Regions from separate parts of the Mus musculus genome. Here regions 1 and 3 are each linked to region 2. A link is a contact called in public HiChIP or PLAC-seq and promoter capture Hi-C data. All regions are on one chromosome and are shown on one strand. The core of a region is the stretch at or near the end of the contact, and the rest is flanking DNA. Distances in the headings are between cores, read along the strand shown. Region 1 has its middle 15 kb from the start of Gm23058. Region 2 holds the start of Serinc1 (serine incorporator 1). Region 3 has its middle 7.7 kb from the start of Gm23058.

Region 1 (2,700 bases), core at 67-2,566, 830 kb before region 2:
GGAAGGATGGAAAGAAAGAAGGAAGGAAGGAAAGACAGACAGACAAGAAGGCAATATCAACTATTAGAAACACTGTCCAGAACAGGGGGGAAAAAAATCACCAAAAAATGTGATCCACCTGTGGATAATGTTGCCAATGCCTCTGAACTCTGTAAAAGTTTCCTTTATCAAACTTTATAAGACACATCCAAGTGGACCAGCCATCAAAAACAGCCATCAAAAGCTCATGGAGTGCTGGTGAGGTAAAGGTACTTGTATGAAACTTAAGGACCTGAGTTTGATTCCCTAGGACCCAGGAAGAAGAGAACGGATTCCTGTAAGTTGTGCTTTGTGGTGGTCTGAGTAAGAATTCCCTCACACACACACCCTAGGCTCATATATTTGAATGCTTGGTCCCCAGTTGGTGGAACTGCTGGGAAGAGCCAGTAGGAAGGGCTTTGAGGTTTCAGAAGATTGGTGCCACTTCCAGTGTTCCTCCCTGTCTCCTGCTTATAGATCAAAATGTGAGCTCTCAGCTGTTTCTGCTGCCATGCTCTGGCTCTGCCATCACAGACACTAAGTCCTCTGAAATCATAAGCCCAATCCAACACTGTGTTTTGTAAGTTGCCTTGATCGTGGTGTTTTGTCACAGCAACAGAAAAGTTAGTACAACATCCCTTACATGTACCATGGCATGCACACACACAGACATACACAATCAAAACTAAAAGTTCACAGGAATTTGACTGAGTCAGAAACACATCTTCTAAACAACATGGGATCATCTATATTACTAAACAATAAGCAGCAGGATAGGGAGGACAGCAGCTAGAGCCAGGATAGGAGTGATAAAAACTGCAAAAAGGGTGTGGGCTGCACCAGGAAGCAAGGTGGAGAAGCCAAGGTAACAGACTAGGAGGGGCAGAGAGGGAGGTAGCAGGCTCTGGCATTGTTAACATTTTTCTTCACATTCTTTCATGCACATAGCAACAAAACAGACCTGGTGAAGTACAGCCTGAGCTGTACTTTCATGTAGCCATAATCTTGCCCATTGAAAGCTAGCATTTAAGGCCTACTCCGAATCTAATAAAAGTTTTTATAAGTCCACAAAATTTACCAGGCGATCTAAGTTGGTTGAGTGCTTGTCTAGTATGGACAGAATTGTGGGTTCTAACCCTGGTACCACGTAAAAACTGGGAATGGTGGTGCCCAGTGCTGGACAGGTGGCAGCAGAGGGATTAGAAGTTCAAAATCATCCTTGGTGCATGGCTGAGTGCCAGGTCAGCCCGGCTAGGTCAGACCCTGTCTCACAAGGTGTGGTTGAGGCACAGAGATGACTCAGAGGGCTAAGCATTCATTACCTTGCAAGTATAAGGAACCGGGTTTGATCCCTAGAGTGCTCTTTCCTTTGATATATTCACTTGTTTTTGAGATAGGGTCCTAGCAATCAAATATATTATTAAACTAATATAGTCTGTTTAGATACCAGTTTAAACAAGCCAACAATAGAAGCATATTCTTAAAACAAGTGGGGGATGTGATTACAAAGCAGGCATTAAATAATGCTGAGGCATCTCTGCTCTTTTTGTCAGGCAGGACAGCAGTATGTGGTTTTATAATAAAGCATCCATCTCAGAGTCCAACTCTGATACATACCAAGACAGTACCTGATATCTGCTTCTGCTTCTAAATATTTAATTAAAAGAAGAAAAAGAATGTGAAACAAGTTCAGCCACAGAGCAACGACATGCAGGCAGTGAGAGTGCAGAAGAGCCATTTCTTGTTTGTATTACAATATTTTCTTAACAGCTTTCTCTAATGAGGCCTCTGAGGATGTTAACTCTCAACACAATGGCACATATCTTGACTAAGATCAGACATAGTACATTCAAGGACATGCTAAATTCCAAAAGGAGGTCACTAAGAAAGAGGAGAGATCCTTCTAAGTGGAGGAGTAAGGAGTGCCTCAGGGAATAAAGAGCAGGTGCGGAGACTCATAAACTGGGGAGTTCAGAATTCTATTTTGACTCTAGACCACATGATTTACATGTCATGTGGAAAAAAGCTATAAAGAGTGTGAATTCAGGATGGAAAGGATTATAAACGTGGAGATGCAGAATTTGATGGTCCTTCACACAACAGTATAAGCTACAGGAGCAGAATAGAGGCATTCAGTGTGTGTGTGTGTGTGTGTGTGTGTGTTGGGATTGGAGCAGGGTTCAGGCTTTTTCAGGGCAACATGTTGCTAAGAATAAATCCACACAATCAAGAATAGCACATACACTTACATGGGTGATTCCTTTACCTGCTTCTAGCTGAATCATGTCCTGAACAAGAACACTTCGAATCCTGAACAGCTCTCCCCAATCCTCCATTCCTGTCACACCCTGATTTTCCACTCTTAGTAGATGACCCCTTCTACTGTAGAGAAAGTATCCATCTTCCGAAGGTAACCACCACAACTGCCCTCAAGGCCTATTTCCCACTACTCACTATTCTTGTACTGCAAGATGACCTCTATTCCACTGGGGCTCAGTAAACAACACAAAATCCACTCCATGCTAAGTTTATAGAACTGTGGTATTAAAGACAGCAGATCGCAACAATCATGATGTTAATGCTTTACACTTTAGTTGATTTAATCCTGAGTGGTATCCTATTTTGTATAAGCAGGAATAAGGCCTAAAACTGCCATGTGATAGTAGCAGGATCTGAATGGGC
Region 2 (2,713 bases), core at 195-2,694:
TTTTAGCTCGTAAGTCAAGGTTATAGCCCATCACAGCTCTGTTCACAATTAAGGCCCATATCAATTAGAGTAACCAGGATGATCCTGCATAGGCATGGCCAGAGATGAACCTAGATTCTGTCAAGTTGACAATACTAACTGTAACAGCTAGTGTCTTCACAACTTATACTGAAAACAGAGTTTTACACTTGGGCGAAAGAGTATAGAGGTCACATTATCAATCAGAGGAGGTACAAATAGCCTCTACGTGATAGTTTATGTCTTGAAATGTTGGGCTCTACTTTCAGGACTCTTGTAACTACAATGGTTCCCAGTCTTCCATATCTATCTCCAACTACAAATGGACTCACTGAACATTTTGTAGCTCTGTGTGTTCTGTTTTTTTCTTTTTGTTTTTTGTTTTTTGTTTTTTGAATCTTGAACTTCCAAATACTAGGGAACGGATACCAGAGACTTTACAGATTTGCATGCTCAAAACACACAGGCTGATTATCTTCTGTTTTCAATTTTATCCCCACTCTTTGGTCTGTGTTAGTTAACAGTTGTAGTTCTGCCAGATTGATAAGGGTTACTCCACCCCTCTATATGCGTTTTTTGTCAATTTTATGAGACATCTTTATTTTAAAATATTTATAGTAATGGGTATTTCAAAGTGATGTCTGTGTACCAAACTCTTCTCATGGAATGTTTTCAAGGGCAAATTACAGAAAAATAAGAATCGACACTTTTCTATGAACACAGCCCAAACATACACATCAAAACAAGGATGTCAATTGTATGTCCGGATAGCTGTTAATAAACCCCTATACTATAATAAATGTCTTAACTAAGTGAACCCTTTTTCAAGTACATGTTAAAATGTGTCTCAATAGTAAACAAAAGAACGGAAAGGCCCAAACTTGCGGGGGAAATACACACACACACACACACACACACACACACACACACATACACACACACACACACACACGCGCGCATATATATATACGGACACATATATATGTACACACAGATATATATTATATACATATATACATACATATATGTATATATATGATATATAACATACATACACACACACACACACACACACACACACACACACATATATACACACACCAGTGAAACTTGTTCCACATAGTGGCTGCAGGAGTAAAATATGTATGTTAGTAGAACAACAACAAAGAAAACAAAACTAAAAAGGGGACTTTAGTGGAAATGAGATGGCTAAATCCCAAGAGGAACCAAAAAACAGTAACAGTAGCTCTTCTAACGTCCAAATTCAAGACAATGACAGAGGCCTTCCCTAACACAGTCTTCTTTACTTGGCAAAGTAGGCCCACTCCATGAAGCCACAAATCTAGCATCGCTGAAGACCACGCCCTTCCTCTCGGCGCATTGCGCACGCCCGGCAGCAGTCACCGGGTCCAGGTCTGAGCGGAAGTGACGCACGCGAAGCTGAGGGGCTTGTGCGTCTGCGCCGGAAGTGCCTGCCAGACAGTAAATAAGCCCAGAAAAAGGACGAAAGAAGCTGTCTCCATCTTGTCGGCACGCGCCGAGCTGGTGACGCGGCGGCGATGGGGAGCGTTCTGGGGCTGTGCTCCGTGGCGAGCTGGGTAAGGCGACCTGGGGCTCGCGGCCCGTGCGAGCTGGGTTTATCCGCCCTCCTCCGGTCTTTGCGGCTCCGCTTCGGGGCTGGAGCCTAGTGAGGGTGAGGCCGGGCGGAGCGGGGCGTCTCCCGAGCAATGGCTTTCTCTCTCGTGGGAGCCTCGGCCGTCGCCGTTCCAGCTCCTTCCTCCCACGGGCACTGAGTTTCTCCTTGTCACCCCGATTCCGGCGACCTCGCACTGCGGCACTGTCATTCCCGGAGGCCTCTTTTGTTCTGACACGCAGCCGCCAGGGAGTCGGGCCCGTTATTTGGGACATCTCGACAAGTGTCGACGTAGTCTTACCGGGTTTTTTTTGTTCTTGTTTTTAATACAGAAGTCAAATTCCCTTACTACGTACCTTTTTCGGTTTTGTTTGCTTTGATTCTTATATTTCCAAATTTATGTTTCTAGAAAAGGTGTTCAGGTCTGTGGGTACTGATTTTTTTTTTTTTTGACGTAAAACATGAACGTGCAATCTGAAAGTTGATGCTATAGGAAGGGTATGTTGCATTTTCGTGAGGCAGTACAATCCTCTAGAACAGTGGCAAGATTTCGTAAACCAGATGGCACAGATGACCCCGTTCTCTAATAGACAAAACATTGGCAGAGCAGTTTATAATAAAAAGCTTCATTGCTTTGGGTGAGGTATTTGGATTCAAATCTTATTCTTTGGCCAATGATTTCTAAGTTTAACTCGGAACAATCTTTTTTAACTAAATCATCCCTTTGTGTATATGTAACCAATGTACTGGCTAGTTTACATGCCTCATCATTTGAAAACTGCTTTGGTATGATATGACGAGAATTATGCTTAGTTTTTACTCAATACTGTTTGTAAGTCCAATGAGCTATTCCCTTATATTTTGCTATTTGCAGTTGGATAAGGAAATTTGACCTCGGAGAGCCTAATTGAGTCTGTTGACCCCTTTATACAGAAGGCAAAATTAAGTGTAGTAAAACTTAATAAATAGGAGCTGGGGAGATGACTCAGCTTGCTGCTTTTGCTAGATTATGGAGTTTAGTTACCAGCACCCACACATTCGGCAGTTCACTGCTTGTAACTC
Region 3 (2,700 bases), core at 21-2,520, 810 kb before region 2:
GTTTTTAAAGAATCTGAAACTGGAGGAATAAAGCCCCTGAGCTAGAGAGGTTTAGGGTAGGGGGAGGGAGTGCGGAAGAGCAGAGAGGAGCCACAGGTACAAAGTGAGCTCGGAGGCCAGTGCACACTTCGTTATGCTAATAGGCACTTTAGTTAGCCTTTTATCCTGAATTTCTTTGGGACCTGACAAGAGCCCATTGGTAATGGCTCTGAGGGCTCTCTGACTTCCAGCAATACTTCATAGCAGAACAACTCTAACCCAAATGTTCTTAACTTAAATGTATTCTAACTCAATACTTTGAAACTGAACGAAAGTACTCTTTTAAAAAGTAGCTCTTAAGCCGGACATGGTGGCGCACACCTTTAATCCCAGCACTTGGGAGGCAGAGGCAGGCGGATTTCTGAGTTCGAGGCCAGCCTGGTCTACAAAGTGAGTTCCAGGACAGCCAGGGCTACACAGAGAAACCCTGTCTCGAAAAACCAAAAGGAAAAAAAAATTAAAAAGGAGCTCTTTGTGGAAGACAGCACTGTTTACTTAATAGTTCTAGCCCAAGCCAGAAACATGGGACTCTGTTCAGTGCCTTAATGTTTCTAACTAACCTCCAAAGTGAAGTCTATTATTCCTTTTAAGAGTCTCAGAATCGATGTGCTTTCTTCCCTCCCTACAGAAGGCATTACTGTTGGCATATCATCTCTTGTTTGGATTAATGAAACAGGCTTCCTGGCTTCTGAAGCTCCATCACCCCACCTACTTATGGCTTTCTAAGCCTCCACACACTGACTTCTAGGCTGGGCCTCAAATGTGTCAGGTAACAAATCTTGCTGTCTTGATCACACAACAAACAGCAACTTAGTCAACACAGATACAGAGTCTGATGCCGTCTTCTGGTTACATGACTGCTCATTTTGGTCAGTGAATCTAATTTAACTTACTCAGACTATTTCTCAAACCCTGGATATCTAAGTGGCAAACAAGACTCTGCAGCCAGACCAAATTAACTAAGGCCCTGTAGAAAAATTCCACAAGAACTTCAGAAAGACCAGGAGTTGCCTTGGTTGTTTGCTTTCTTCAAAGTTTTGGAATTCAGCTCTTTCTTCAATTCTGGGAACCATCCCACTATTTTCCACAAAATTCTTCCTTAGTGTTGTTTGCAATAGAGTCCTGTTATCTGTCACAAGGAAACTTAAGTAGCAGTAACACTGTCCTCTGCCCTGCTTCAGCACCCCCACGGCTCCCCCTCCCAGATTCTCAGGCTCCAGGGCAGCACCAAAGCAGCTGTGCTGATCTCCACATCCTGCTTTCTTGTTCCTCTTGGCCTCCTGCCTTCAGCTCTTCCTCCCTAAATGGCCTGTTTGGATAATTTCTACTCACACTGAGGGCTCAGTCTAGATGTTATTTCCTGTGTAGTTTCCCAGAGGGATCTGCCTTATTCCTCAGTAACCTAGCCCCAAGTACAAGTTACTATAAGTAGTAAATGTTACACGTAATATCAATATCTTTACTCATGCCTAGCAGAGACTGGTTCTCCACGAATACATCTCAAAGGAACAAACAAAATTAGAAACTCACATCACTCAAATTAGTATTCACAGTAGTTTAACAAAGTTTTAAAAGTAAATATAGTGGTATGTACCACCATACACATAATTCCAGCATTTAGAAGCAGCAAGGATCAAGTTCAAAGCCAGCCTGGTATAACTAGCAGGTTCCAGGCCAGGCTGTCTCAGACTTCTAAGTAAATAGGGAGCTGGGGAGATGACTTAGGAACACCCAGCTGTACAAGCAGTGGACCTGAGTCTGATCCCTGACATCCACAGAAAAAGGTCAGCATGACAGCCTACGCTTATAATCCCAGCAGTGGGGAGGTACAGGTGGATCCCCAGGACTTGCTGGTTAGTCAGTCTAGACAAATGAGCAAACCACAGGCCCCAAGAAAGGCCTTGTCTCAAGGGATAAAGTATTCCCTACATATACTCGACACTCCCTACACCATATATACACATACATAGAAATAATAAAACAAACTTGGAAGCAAGAGGCTCTAAGCATATGACACTGGCTGTATTTTAACATCAATAATATGCAAAGTCATTGCTCTATGTGTTCACAATTCATAAAAATAATCACCAACCTGTGTACTTAAACTTTGTGCCTTTTTTTACATTGTAACTTATATGCACTGATGAAAAGACTTTGAAGTACATTTAATAAGTGAAAAATTGGTTTACTGATCTTTTAGTTGAAGGTTGTCGTTTCTGATTTTGTGGGGGGGTTAGGTTTTGTTTATATATTTTTATATGTGTTTCTTGTGGTTTTTCCTTTATTTATTTTCATTTATCCTCTAAAGAGAGGGAAAGGTGTGGAGTTGGGCAAGTGAAGAGGTGGGGAAGGTCTGGGAACAGTTGTGGGAGCGTAAACTGTGATCAGAATATAGTGTACAAAAAAATGATTTTCAATTAAAAAGACCCCATATTCCATAACAATCAAGGGATATGTCTACCTAATCTTATACAAGTGTCAGCTGAAGATAGAAGGTAAAGGCATGTTTTAAAACATGAAGAAACAAATTTTTGAACGTAAAGAATGTTAAATAAAAGTTAATTGTGTGTGTGTGTGTGTGTGTGTGTGTGTGTGTGTGTGTGTGTGTGTGTTTTTCCCTGAGACAGGGTTTTTCGGTGTAGCTCTGGCTGCCTTGGAACT

The links. Promoter capture Hi-C pulls out the DNA fragments that hold promoters and counts their contacts. HiChIP or PLAC-seq counts read pairs in DNA pulled down with a chosen protein or histone mark.
Region 1: a promoter capture Hi-C map of pre-B cells shows a contact between it and region 2. The contact joins the enhancer-like site here to the promoter of Serinc1 in region 2. A contact is called at or near these places in 7 of 39 promoter capture datasets (the 3T3-L1 cell line, 3T3-L1-derived adipocytes, the HPC-7 cell line and 3 more), 1 of 484 Hi-C or Micro-C datasets (pre-B cells), 4 of 115 datasets of contacts at active chromatin or transcription factors (astrocytes, epiblast stem cells, large pre-B cells and 1 more) and 1 of 9 other capture datasets (liver).
Region 3: a contact with region 2 is called in an H3K27ac HiChIP or PLAC-seq map of bone marrow-derived dendritic cells, with 6 times the contacts expected there. The contact joins the enhancer-like site here to the promoter of Serinc1 in region 2. A contact is called at or near these places in 10 of 39 promoter capture datasets (the 3T3-L1 cell line, the C10 cell line, the HPC-7 cell line and 7 more) and 4 of 115 datasets of contacts at active chromatin or transcription factors (astrocytes, bone marrow-derived dendritic cells, large pre-B cells and 1 more).

What each region holds. Positions count from the first base shown.
Region 1 is chr10:58,363,522-58,366,221 of GRCm38.p6, reverse strand. It overlaps a transcript of Lims1 not described here. Among named protein-coding and RNA genes, the nearest start is that of Gm23058, 15 kb to the right of the region's middle. Within about 2 kb of position 1,316, at least 44 of the 459 cell types and tissues checked have an H3K27ac peak or open chromatin away from gene starts, as enhancers often do. A contact at or near this core is called in pre-B cells, where this site is marked.
Region 2 is chr10:57,531,260-57,533,972 of GRCm38.p6, reverse strand. Serinc1 (serine incorporator 1) reads left to right here and starts at 1,444. Exons shown (of 9, transcript NM_019760.3): 1 at 1,444-1,616. The coding sequence starts at 1,578.
Region 3 is chr10:58,340,506-58,343,205 of GRCm38.p6, reverse strand. It overlaps a transcript of Lims1 not described here. Among named protein-coding and RNA genes, the nearest start is that of Gm23058, 7.7 kb to the left of the region's middle. Within about 2 kb of position 1,270, at least 107 of the 459 cell types and tissues checked have an H3K27ac peak or open chromatin away from gene starts, as enhancers often do. A contact at or near this core is called in the HPC-7 cell line, astrocytes, bone marrow-derived dendritic cells and 1 more, where this site is marked.